Linked DNA regions of Anser cygnoides: regions 1 and 3 are each linked to region 2. Evidence: chromatin contacts called from public Hi-C data. All regions are on one chromosome and are shown on one strand. Each heading gives the region's core, a stretch centred on a gene start, on an enhancer-like site or on the middle of the called end of the contact. The rest is flanking DNA. Distances are from core to core; before and after follow the strand shown.

Evidence for each region. Hi-C and Micro-C count contacts between places; a contact is called where the count stands out from the background.
Region 1: a contact with region 2 is called in a Hi-C map of granulosa cells, with 1.6 times the contacts expected there. The contact joins two enhancer-like sites.
Region 3: a Hi-C map of liver shows a contact between it and region 2, with 10 times the contacts expected there. The contact joins the promoter of LOC106032508 here to the enhancer-like site in region 2. A contact is called at or near these places in 3 of 7 Hi-C or Micro-C datasets (granulosa cells and liver).

The regions. Positions count from the first base shown.
Region 1 is chr3:61,498,888-61,502,013 of Taihu_goose_T2T_genome, forward strand. No RefSeq gene overlaps it. Among named protein-coding and RNA genes, the nearest start is that of ALDH8A1, 38 kb to the left of the region's middle. Within about 2 kb of position 1,319, at least 1 of the 3 cell types and tissues checked has open chromatin away from gene starts, as enhancers often do.
Region 2 is chr3:61,712,361-61,715,593 of Taihu_goose_T2T_genome, forward strand. No RefSeq gene overlaps it. Among named protein-coding and RNA genes, the nearest start is that of SLC2A12, 180 kb to the right of the region's middle. Within about 2 kb of position 1,266, at least 2 of the 3 cell types and tissues checked have open chromatin away from gene starts, as enhancers often do.
Region 3 is chr3:61,852,931-61,856,375 of Taihu_goose_T2T_genome, forward strand. LOC106032508 (serine/threonine-protein kinase Sgk1) reads left to right here and starts at 2,132. Exons shown (of 12, transcript XM_066994255.1): 1 at 2,132-2,310. The coding sequence starts at 2,277.

The DNA.
Region 1 (3,126 bases), core at 69-2,568, 210 kb before region 2:
ACCAGAAGAGCAGCGCGAGCAGAACACAGTGAACCCTGGGTTTTGGGGTCAAACACTTCTGGTGTCTAGGTGGAGACTGTTTTGTTTTCAAGTCATTAAGAACTCAGCAAGGAACAAGTTCCTTTGTCTGCAATATTGTCTAAATGATCACTTAGCTCGCCATGGCAGTAAATCTTTTTTTTTTTTTTCTTTCTAAAATACATGTCATGACACAATTCTTAGATCATTTGCCCTCAGGATGTTCTTCATACTGTTCTTCTAACCTGTTAGCACAAACCCCCTTCTCTTTTGAGTCTTTAAACACACAGGTGAACTTGTCTGAGTCATGCATGCTTGCTTGTTCTTCAGCATCATGTGGTGATTATAGTTATTCTTTAATTTAAGGACAGATAATGACCATGCTTTTAAGTGCATACATTCCCTTTGGGTGCTGAAAATGAGATACACAGGAGCTGATTTGGAGGGGTGCGGGGCAGTACCAAGCTGATTCAAATCACTGAAATTGTACTGCTATAGTCCTTCTGAATATTATTGACTATTGCAAAGGAAGCAGCTCTGTTTTTTAAAAAAATTTAGATGTGCAAATGAAGAAATGGCTCTAGATGTTCTTCAGCAAGCCTCACCATCACACAGTCTGTGGATGTCTGAGTTTAATTAAATTAAATTGTATCATTACTGGTGGTGGAAAATGACTAAAAATGAACAGCAGGTGAAGAGATCAATATCAGTATTTTCAGTTCAAGCTGCTGCTTTCTGTCCTTTGCTACCACCATGTCATCTTTTTCAGTTTGTTCAACCTTCATCTTAAACCTAGCTGGATTTCTTCTCCCCAGTTTATCCAGAGTTATTTGAACTTTCTAAGACTTCACTGATTTGCTGGTTAGATACCTTTTGTTTTCCAGATTGAATTTATTCAAGGCCCTTTATTCTTTGCTAACACATAAGCTTTTTATGGTCATCCTGTGATTAGCTGAAACATCTAGGACTTCAATTTTGTCAGTTGTTCTCAGATATTGTTTCCCCTCTGTGACAGCAAATCTGCAAGTATTTAAATAATTTGTTTATATTTGTTCTATTACTTACCCAACTTACTTCTCTGGTCATCACAGAACCTCTCTGTGATGATATTCTTGGCCTCTACTTCATTAACACTGTCTCCCAGCTTTGTCAGCAGTAAATTTCTATTTGGTATCAAGGTCAGTGAAAAAAAATAATAAGGAAAGATTTATCAAAGATCAGAGACTGAATTAGAAACTCTCCTCTGACTCAACATGTCTGGTCTGTGCTGGCTTTTGGCACATACCAGCTCCTTATCAATGTAGTTTTTCTTCTCTTCTCCAGCTGAAACACTAATCTCTTGGGTAGTACTGTATCACATACTTTTCTAAATTAAATCTGATACTTTTATACGTAATCACGGAGTTGCTGGGGTAGGAAAGAACCTCTGAAGACCGTCTAGTCCAAAGCCCTGTTCAGTGCAGGGTCATCCAGACAATCAGATAAAAATGTTTGGGTTAGTCTAGCCTGACGTGCACTTGACAAATGCAAGTTGCACTTCATCCAGGTTTAGTTTAATCTTTCCATCTTTAACAGGTTTCTGACTGGAAACATATTTTAGGACCTTTACCTTGGTTAGGCAAATGTGATGCAACTCCTTGTTGTGTGTGCATTTGTTAGGGAAAGAAATATCTACTTGTGAGTAGGAGGGAATTCTAGGAGGCTGCTGTTTCATCTGAGCTTTGGAATGTGGTTCAGCTGATAAGATCCTGTAGTGCCTTTCTGGATTTATTTTTTCCACCAATATTGTGATCAATAATAACATTTCAAATAAAATGTCTTTCTGAGCCTTCAACTTAGCTTGCTAATCCTCACCTTTGCAATTGAGGTTGTTTCTGAGAAGAAGGACTATAGTTTCATTTAGGAAGCACCTACAATGTAAAATATATATAGTTTGGGTGCATGAATATCCAGAACTTTCTTCTAGACTTTCTACACTTATTTCAATTTGTTCTGGGTTCACATAAGAGGTTTTGCAATGGATAACAAACAAGCATAATATCCTCTTGTCTGCTTGGGGAAATTTAACATAAAAGCATCTGTAAGAAGGAAATGACATAAAATGAGATGACAGAAATAATGGAGATTTAGATGAGGGAAAATCAGCTCTCATTATGAGGTAATAAGATTGCTTATTTGGCTGTGTATTAGAACAGATTTCATGAATGAGATTTCTGGTGGTGAAGCTAGATAACGGAATGAACATAATTTTCTTGCCTTTGGAGTTGGTAATTGCTATCCTTAGTGAGAGTATTACTTGTGTGTTTCCAAAAATTGTGCATATCATAAATAACACCCGTATGGAATTCAGTAAAGCGAGCATGATGGATGTGAACATAAAGAAAAACAAAGTCCTTTCCATTAAATGAGTTAAATCCTGACCAAAAAACAAAGCAGATGACTAGAGTAATGGAGGGGTCAGACAAGCAAATCTTAAGGAAGAGTTTGTGGCAATTATGTATCCTGAGATGCAGGAGTTACCAGCAAGATAGATTGGCCATAGTGTAGTACAGTCTTAAATACAATTCTCTGACTATTTCATGAACTGTGATGAGAAAAACTAAGGTGACAGTCTATGACACTACATATGCTTATGGATGAATTTAACTTTAAACATTGGTTTCTACTAAAGTCAGAGCTAAGAACTGCCTACTTAATAAGGTCAAAATACATCCAAGTATTTGTGGGATGAGGGGGTAGCTTTTCTTCATTGACACTAAATCTTTATACTGTCCATTAGTGGTCAATGGAAAAAATTACTTATATTTTTGATAGCTGGCATCATTTCCAATATACACATTTTTATTTTATTTTATTTTATTTTATTTTATTTTATTTTATTTTTTTTATTTTATTTTATTTTATTTTATTTTATTTTATTTTATTTTATTTATTTTATTTTATTTTATTTTATTTTATTTTATTTTATTTTAATTTCCTTTTTACTGCAAATTATAGCTCTGCATATACAGATCTGGAAGATACCCCACAGTACTCTCTTGGCAGTCCAGTCTTGATGTAAAAACTTCAAGTCAGTAGGTAACATACCCAGGAGGCAGCATGGGATAC
Region 2 (3,233 bases), core at 16-2,515:
ACACTTGACTGTGGTAGATAAGGACCAAGTGAGAATATACTCCCAGGCAATGAACTTTACTCCATGCCTATCCAAAGCCATCTCTTCTATAAAGAGATTACCTGTGTGTACATTTGCACCTCTGCCTAGATCAGGAGTATGCTTTGGAAATGGATCTCACAGTCACCTCCACAGACTGCATGCTCTCATACTGCAAACCATATTGGGTTGCATGAATCCCAAGACTCCTGAAGATGTGCTCTGGTGGCTGGTGGATGTCCTCTCCCTGGGACCAGACTGGAAGCAATATATAGTGAAAACCTTGAATGTTTACAGTGTAGATGCTGGGTCCTCATTTTGACTGCTATGGGTGTCTAAAATAAGACAGTGATTTGCCCTCTGGAAGCTCCTGTTCTCCTCAACTGACTATGCAGACAGCCAAAGTTGTCTAGCTCAGATAGAGATGACTGACTTGACAGACATATAAAGCTAGACAAGACAAATCCTACCCTAGGCATCTAACTCTAGACAACACGAGATGCTCTTTGCTTTTTCAGTACAGTCACCATATCAGACAGGCTTAATATATCTTTCTGTTTCCCTTTTTGCCCTCGCAATGCAGAACATACTGTTGACAACACCTTAAATAATGACAGTTACACAACTGTTATCAAGGGGATGTGGCTGAGTTCCCTTTGGCTCCCAGAGAGCTCAGTGGTTGTCTCCCTCCTCAGGTCTCCCCTCACAGGAAAAATCACCTCTCAGAAAGGTGACCGCTCAGAAAGTGGCCACTAGCACAGTTGGCAAGGTTCACATTTACAGAAGTTGAATATTTTTTACATCAGGATGTGACTACGGATAATACTTGGACTGCCAACAGCTGGCATTGCTCCCATGTTGCCAGCCCTGACCTTTGGCCAGTTTGCTTTGTTATACAAACCTGTGGACTCAAAGCTTTCCTATCAGCAGCGAACCAAAGTGCAACACTGTCATAAAGCACCTCACCGTAAAAAAAAAAAAAAAGGTATAACAATCCAGACTCTCAGTGGTTAAAGAAAAAGTCCATCGGGGTGCAGGCCTGGTCACTGAGGAGTGCACGCAAGTTCATTGATCCTGCTGGCACCCTGACAAGGCTCTGCAGGCTCTTTGGGGCAATCAGCTGGTCAAGGCTGGCAGCTGCAGGGCCAGTCAGACTAATTAGCTCTTGTTCTCCATTTTGTCTTTCCAACAGCTTATCTCTGCCCACCCCTGCAAGTTCTTCACTGCTCTCACTCCTTTATACTATGCTATTTTTAGTCAGTTTCTGTTATTGGTATGCAGGCCCAGAAATACGGTTATCAAAAAGAACAGCCAAGGCCAAAGACATTGCTTGGGAGTTTTTTTAGCACATCCCTCAGATCAGATGAGCTTTTGGTCAGCCTGTCACTGCAATTGTTCCAATACTGTAACTTCTCTTCTTTCCTACTTCCTACAATGCTACTTTTATCCTGTGGCTACCACTTACAGTCATAACATTTCATTATACGAGGAAAGAAAAGGGAAGGGAAGGGAAGGGAAGGGAAGGGAAGGGAAGTGAAGGGAAAAAGAAAGAAAAGAAAAGAAAAGAAAAGAAAAGAAAAGAAAAGAAAGAAAAGAAAAGAAAAGGGAAGGGAAAAGAAAAGAAAGAAAAGAAAAGAAAAGGAAAAAAAGGAAAGGAAAGGAAAGGAAAGGAAAGGAAAGGAAAGGAAAGGAAAGGAAAGGAAAGGAAAGGAAAGGAAAGGAAAGGAAAGGAAAGGAAAGGAAAGGAAAGGAAAGGAAAGGAAAGGAAAGGAAAGGAAAGGAAAGGAAAGGAAAGGAAAGGAAAGGAAAGGAAAGGAAAGGAAAAGAAAAGAAAAGAAAAGAAAAGAAAAGAAAAGAAAAGAAACGAAAAGAAAAGAAAAGAAAAGAAAGAAAGAAAAGAGAAAAGAAAAATGAAGCTGCAGTTTCTAAAATCTGTTTGTTTTTCTACATTTTTATTTGACATTGAAAAAAAAGTCCCTATTATTTGAAAGTCTTCCAGTCATGGAAACATCAGTTCTGTAACAGGAATCTTGGTCAAAATCACAGTAAAGATTTCCTGCTGTGGTGTGCCACATAAAAGTAATAATGCATCCATCAGGCAAACTTGTAGTAATCTCCAATGCACTGTGCTCCATAGTTCTTGGAACAAATAAGGTGTAAGTGTATTTGCAATGCTGAGTTCAAGCCTCTGTTTGCTTCTAATTTTCTAATGAATCTGAGGAATATTTTCCTAGTTCAACTTGGGGATTTTCCATGCATTGATGAAATCTGGGTCATGGCACAAATGTGTTCAGTGGTTGGACTTGTTTTATTGTTTCATGTTATGCTGCCTCCGGGGCTCACCTGTACTAACCTCAGCCATGACTAGGAATTAAGTTCAATAAGCACATGGAGGGGAGACAAAGTTCAGCTGTCTCAATTCTTCGCAGGAGAGTGAAGAAACTTTTCCCACCCAGTCCAGAAATTCTCCTCCTTTTTCAGGAAAGGGAGAGAGAGAATGAGTTGTACTGTTCACCAGAACAGGAGTGCCCATCCAGTTTGTTGGTTTTGTTTGTTTTTGTATGTGTCAGCATCCTCACTTATTACAGACAACCTCTTTATACACAGCAGCTCCCTTCTCTCCTGAAGAGATATCACCTGATGGGTATATTATTGAGTCCCTTACCTCTCTTTTATGTTTTTTGTCCACTATGTTTCATAGCTTTTATTGCTCAAGGAGCATGAGTAAAGGTAATGCCCTGCTTTTGACTTGGAAAAATTGAATAGTCCTGTGGTGAATGCAAAAGTTGCAACACTGCAGAGGTTACTTATCCTTCTGGCATCTGGTGGGGCCAAGACAGCATGGCAGGGGCTGAGCGGAGGTAAAGGGGAAAAAAAAGGGGGGAAACATGGGAGGTTTATGCTACCAAAACACCTGTTCACCTTGAGGACCTCTAGCCAACACAGACAGCTGTAATTCTACTCCTTCATTGGCATTACACCATTTAAATTTAGCTGCATGTTTTCCTGAGTAAGAGAGTTCCCTATTCATAATGTTCATAAATACATCTTGTGAATTTTCTGGTAAAATTAAATGATAGGAAGTATGCTTTAGCTTTCAGCTGACATAAAGGCTGCCATTGCCAGTAAACACAAAGTCTGATTCATGGTCATTCACAAGCAGAAACAAGGCAAATTAAGAGTATGCAGTTACAAACAAAAGGATTGGTATCTCA
Region 3 (3,445 bases), core at 882-3,381, 140 kb after region 2:
GCACTGAATTCATTGCCAAAATGAAGTTCAGAAGCTATCTGAGAATCTAATTCCTCAAGGATGGAGGCACTGAAGGACATGCGTAAATCTTGCCCCGCAGCGGACAATGAGTACCAGTACAATGAGAATCAGAGGAAGAGAGCTCGCAAATTACGATTACCATGCAGGCTGCTGGAGCCTTTGACCTTCCTGAAGGGCAAGAGGGGAAAGTTTCTGTGCACCCAGGGAGCACTGCCAGGCGGGACTAACACCCGTCCCCTACATACGAAGAATCCCCACAAATAGCGAGCCTTCTCGAGGGAGATGAATTTCCACAGGCCAGCCAGCAGCTTCTGAAGGTGCTTTGAACAGCACAGGCCCACACTGGCGGTGTGCTTGTTTGTTCAAGATGAACTGAATCACATTCCCACAGGCTTTACGCTGGGCACGTCCCCAGCAGGACCCTAGGGTTATCCATACCTGCCTCATACAGGCAAGCCAGCGCATCGTGCCCGCTCTGCCCTTATGCCTGCATCGCCCAAGGGTCCGGCAGTCTGTGTCTTTCTGCATTTCTCACCACCCCGCAGCAGGACCCTGGTCCGAATGCTGGCATGGTGAGGAGGCTGATGAGAGCCTGCTCACCTGGTGCTACTTTTACGTGGAACCGAGCCATTTAGCAGCGTCATGCTTCATATTATGTTACAAAATGCAATCGGCTCTCTCTCTTCTTTTCTTCTAGCCACCAAGCAGCAGTACCTGGGGCTTTGTGAGTCGGTTAAATTCTGTGAGCTCAGACCCAGTACCACACCACTCAGACAGGCAGTATCAGAATGAAGACCTGAGCCCCAGGTCTGTGTAGCCCAGCATATGGGGTTACCAGCAACAGCTAACAGTCCCCTCTAAGGCAGACAGCAGGAATAGTCAACTGTTCAGTGATTCGCCCCCAAAACACCCCTGGCTCCCGGGAGTTCGTGGTTCAGGAACATTCTGGGTCAGGCACACTGCCTTTGTACTCCACTGCCCTCAAGTATTTTTTTTGCCATTCATTCACCCAGCCATTACCCAACCCACCCACACTTCGGTGTGCGCACATCCTGCAGCAAGTTGTTCTGCGACTGTTCGTGCTCCTGGTGTGGAGTCTCCGTTTACTTTTTCATTTTGCATGTCCACCTTTTACTTTATTCATTTTTCTTTGAAAAAGCATAATTAATTTTTTCTTTGAAAACTTTAGAAGCTCAGGACAATTTGCCAGAATTTTAATCTCAGGGAGAAACGTAACGGGAGCGGGAAACATCACTGTAATTATTTTGGCTCTTCTCTTGTCTTTACTTATCAGCGACTACACAAACTCTCGATGCAAGCCCTTGCGGTCTGGCGACATTTGCACAATGCCCGACCCTTTTCCAGAAGAGCCGGCCCTTGAGTAACGGGATGCCTCTTGGCCACCTTTCCCTTGCTTGAGCTGCGTCTTCCGTTCCAACCGGCTTTGCAGCCGCCACCGCCGGGAAAAGCTTTAAAACGCAATTTAGGGGCTTGTTAAGCGCATCCCGGGCTCCGGAGACCCGGGTTTGGGAGCTGACGGCCTCCCACCGTACCGAGCCACTGCTCCCGTACACGGTGCGGAAGCGGACGCGTGCGTGGGGGGGCGAACCGACGGACGGACGGATGGACGGACGGACGGACGGACGGACAGCGGTGTCCTGAGCCGGGCGGCGGCCGGGGGGGGCGCGGCGGAGCCCCGCGGCCGGGGGGGCGCCGCCGGGGCGCTGCCGGCGGAAGGCGCTGGGGGCCGTGCCCGGCCCGGCGCTATCCGGCCGGCGGGGAAGCGCTGCCGGCAGCCGCGGCTCGGCGCCCGGGGGCGGGAGCGGACCCGGGGCCGCCTCCTCCGCCCGCCTTGGCTCGGGGCCCGGCCGGGGAAGGGGGGGGGGGGACCCGCGGGGGGGTCCCGGTGCGCGGCGGCTCGCAGCGGGTGCGGGCAGCGCCTCCTGGCGCCGCCGTGGGGCCGGGGCGGGTGGCGGAGGGCAGGGCCGGCCCCCCCGCGGCGGGGTGTGCGCGGCTGCCGCTGATGACAGTAATTTTGAGGGCGATGTTGCAACGGGGCAGAGTGTGCGGGGCGGCCCGTGCCCGCGTTTATAACGCTCCCGAAGCGCCCTCGGCACCGCGCTCGTAAGCGGGGCAGCGGCAGCGGCGCCCGGCCCCTCCGCCCCCCGCCGCCTCCCCCTGCCCCCGGGCCGGGCACTTGGCCGGCCTCAGCCCGCCCCCGGCTGCTGAGCGCAGAGCACGGCCCCGCGGCGGAGATGAGGGGCAAGGAGGAGAAGTCGTCGCTGAAAGGTGACGGGGCGCCGGGGGGCACCGGGGGGCACCCGGGGGGAGAGGAGGGGGCGTGAGGGGGCGCCGCGACCCGCGGCAGGTTGTGCGGGGCACCGGGGGCTGTGGCAGAGCCTGGGGTTTCTTTTTCTTGCCCATTTCTTTTCTTCTTTTCTTTTTTTTCTTTTTCTCTTTAATTTCTGCCGCCGCTAATAGTGGCAGTTTTGGCGACGGGAGTGAGGAAGGCGACAAGTGGGAGCAGGCAGAGCCCCAACAGGCGCTCCCCTCGCCCCTGCCCTCCCCGGCGCCGCTGCGCCCGCACTGGGACGTCAGGGATCCCCCCCCCCCCCCATCTCCCGGCGGGACCCCGACCCCTTTCCCTCCTTCTTCCCTCGGTGTAAGGCGCTTTTGGAGACCTGCGCCCACCTCGCTGGGAGTCCCTGCTGCTGTCACCCCTCGAGGTGCGGCCGGCTGCCAAGGGATGCCGCCCAGCGGCCGGCTGGTATTGGGGCCGGGGGATACGGGGGGGGCACGGCAGCGGTGCCCCACACACCGTGTTCCCGAGTGGTAATGAACAGGGGAAGCAAAAGGGGCAATTCCTTCCCACCCACCCCCCTTTTATTTTTCCTTTTTTTCCTTTTTTCCCTTTTGATGTTTGCAGTGCTGCACTTGTCATCTCCCCACCACTTCCAGCAGCACACCTCTCAGCCCTTTCCTCCCCCCGCCTCCAAGTTCAGGGAACCGGGACTTATTTATTTATTTTCCCTTACGTTTTCCCCTTTTTGGCATTAAAAAAAGAATTATTATTATATTATTATTATTATTATATATTTTTTTTTTGTTCGCTTTTGTTTGTTTTCCTTTTCCCTTTCGGTAACGGCCCGGCCGGGATCAGGGCAGCGCACAGAAGGGACATTTGTTTGTTTTAGTGCAAACCGGGCAGGAAATCTTGTTCTCCGGAGCGGGGAGCGGGGGGGGGTAGGAATCAGTCTCCCGGGGCCGGCAGCGGGGCGGCGCCCTTCGTCCCCCCCCCCCGACGGCCCCGGGGCCGTCGGGGGGGGGGGGACGAACGGCGCCGCCCCGCCCCGGTCCCGCCCCGCTCCGCCGCCACTTAAGCGCCGTCGGGGGCCGCTCCGGAGCAGTGCGGTGCTGGTCGCAG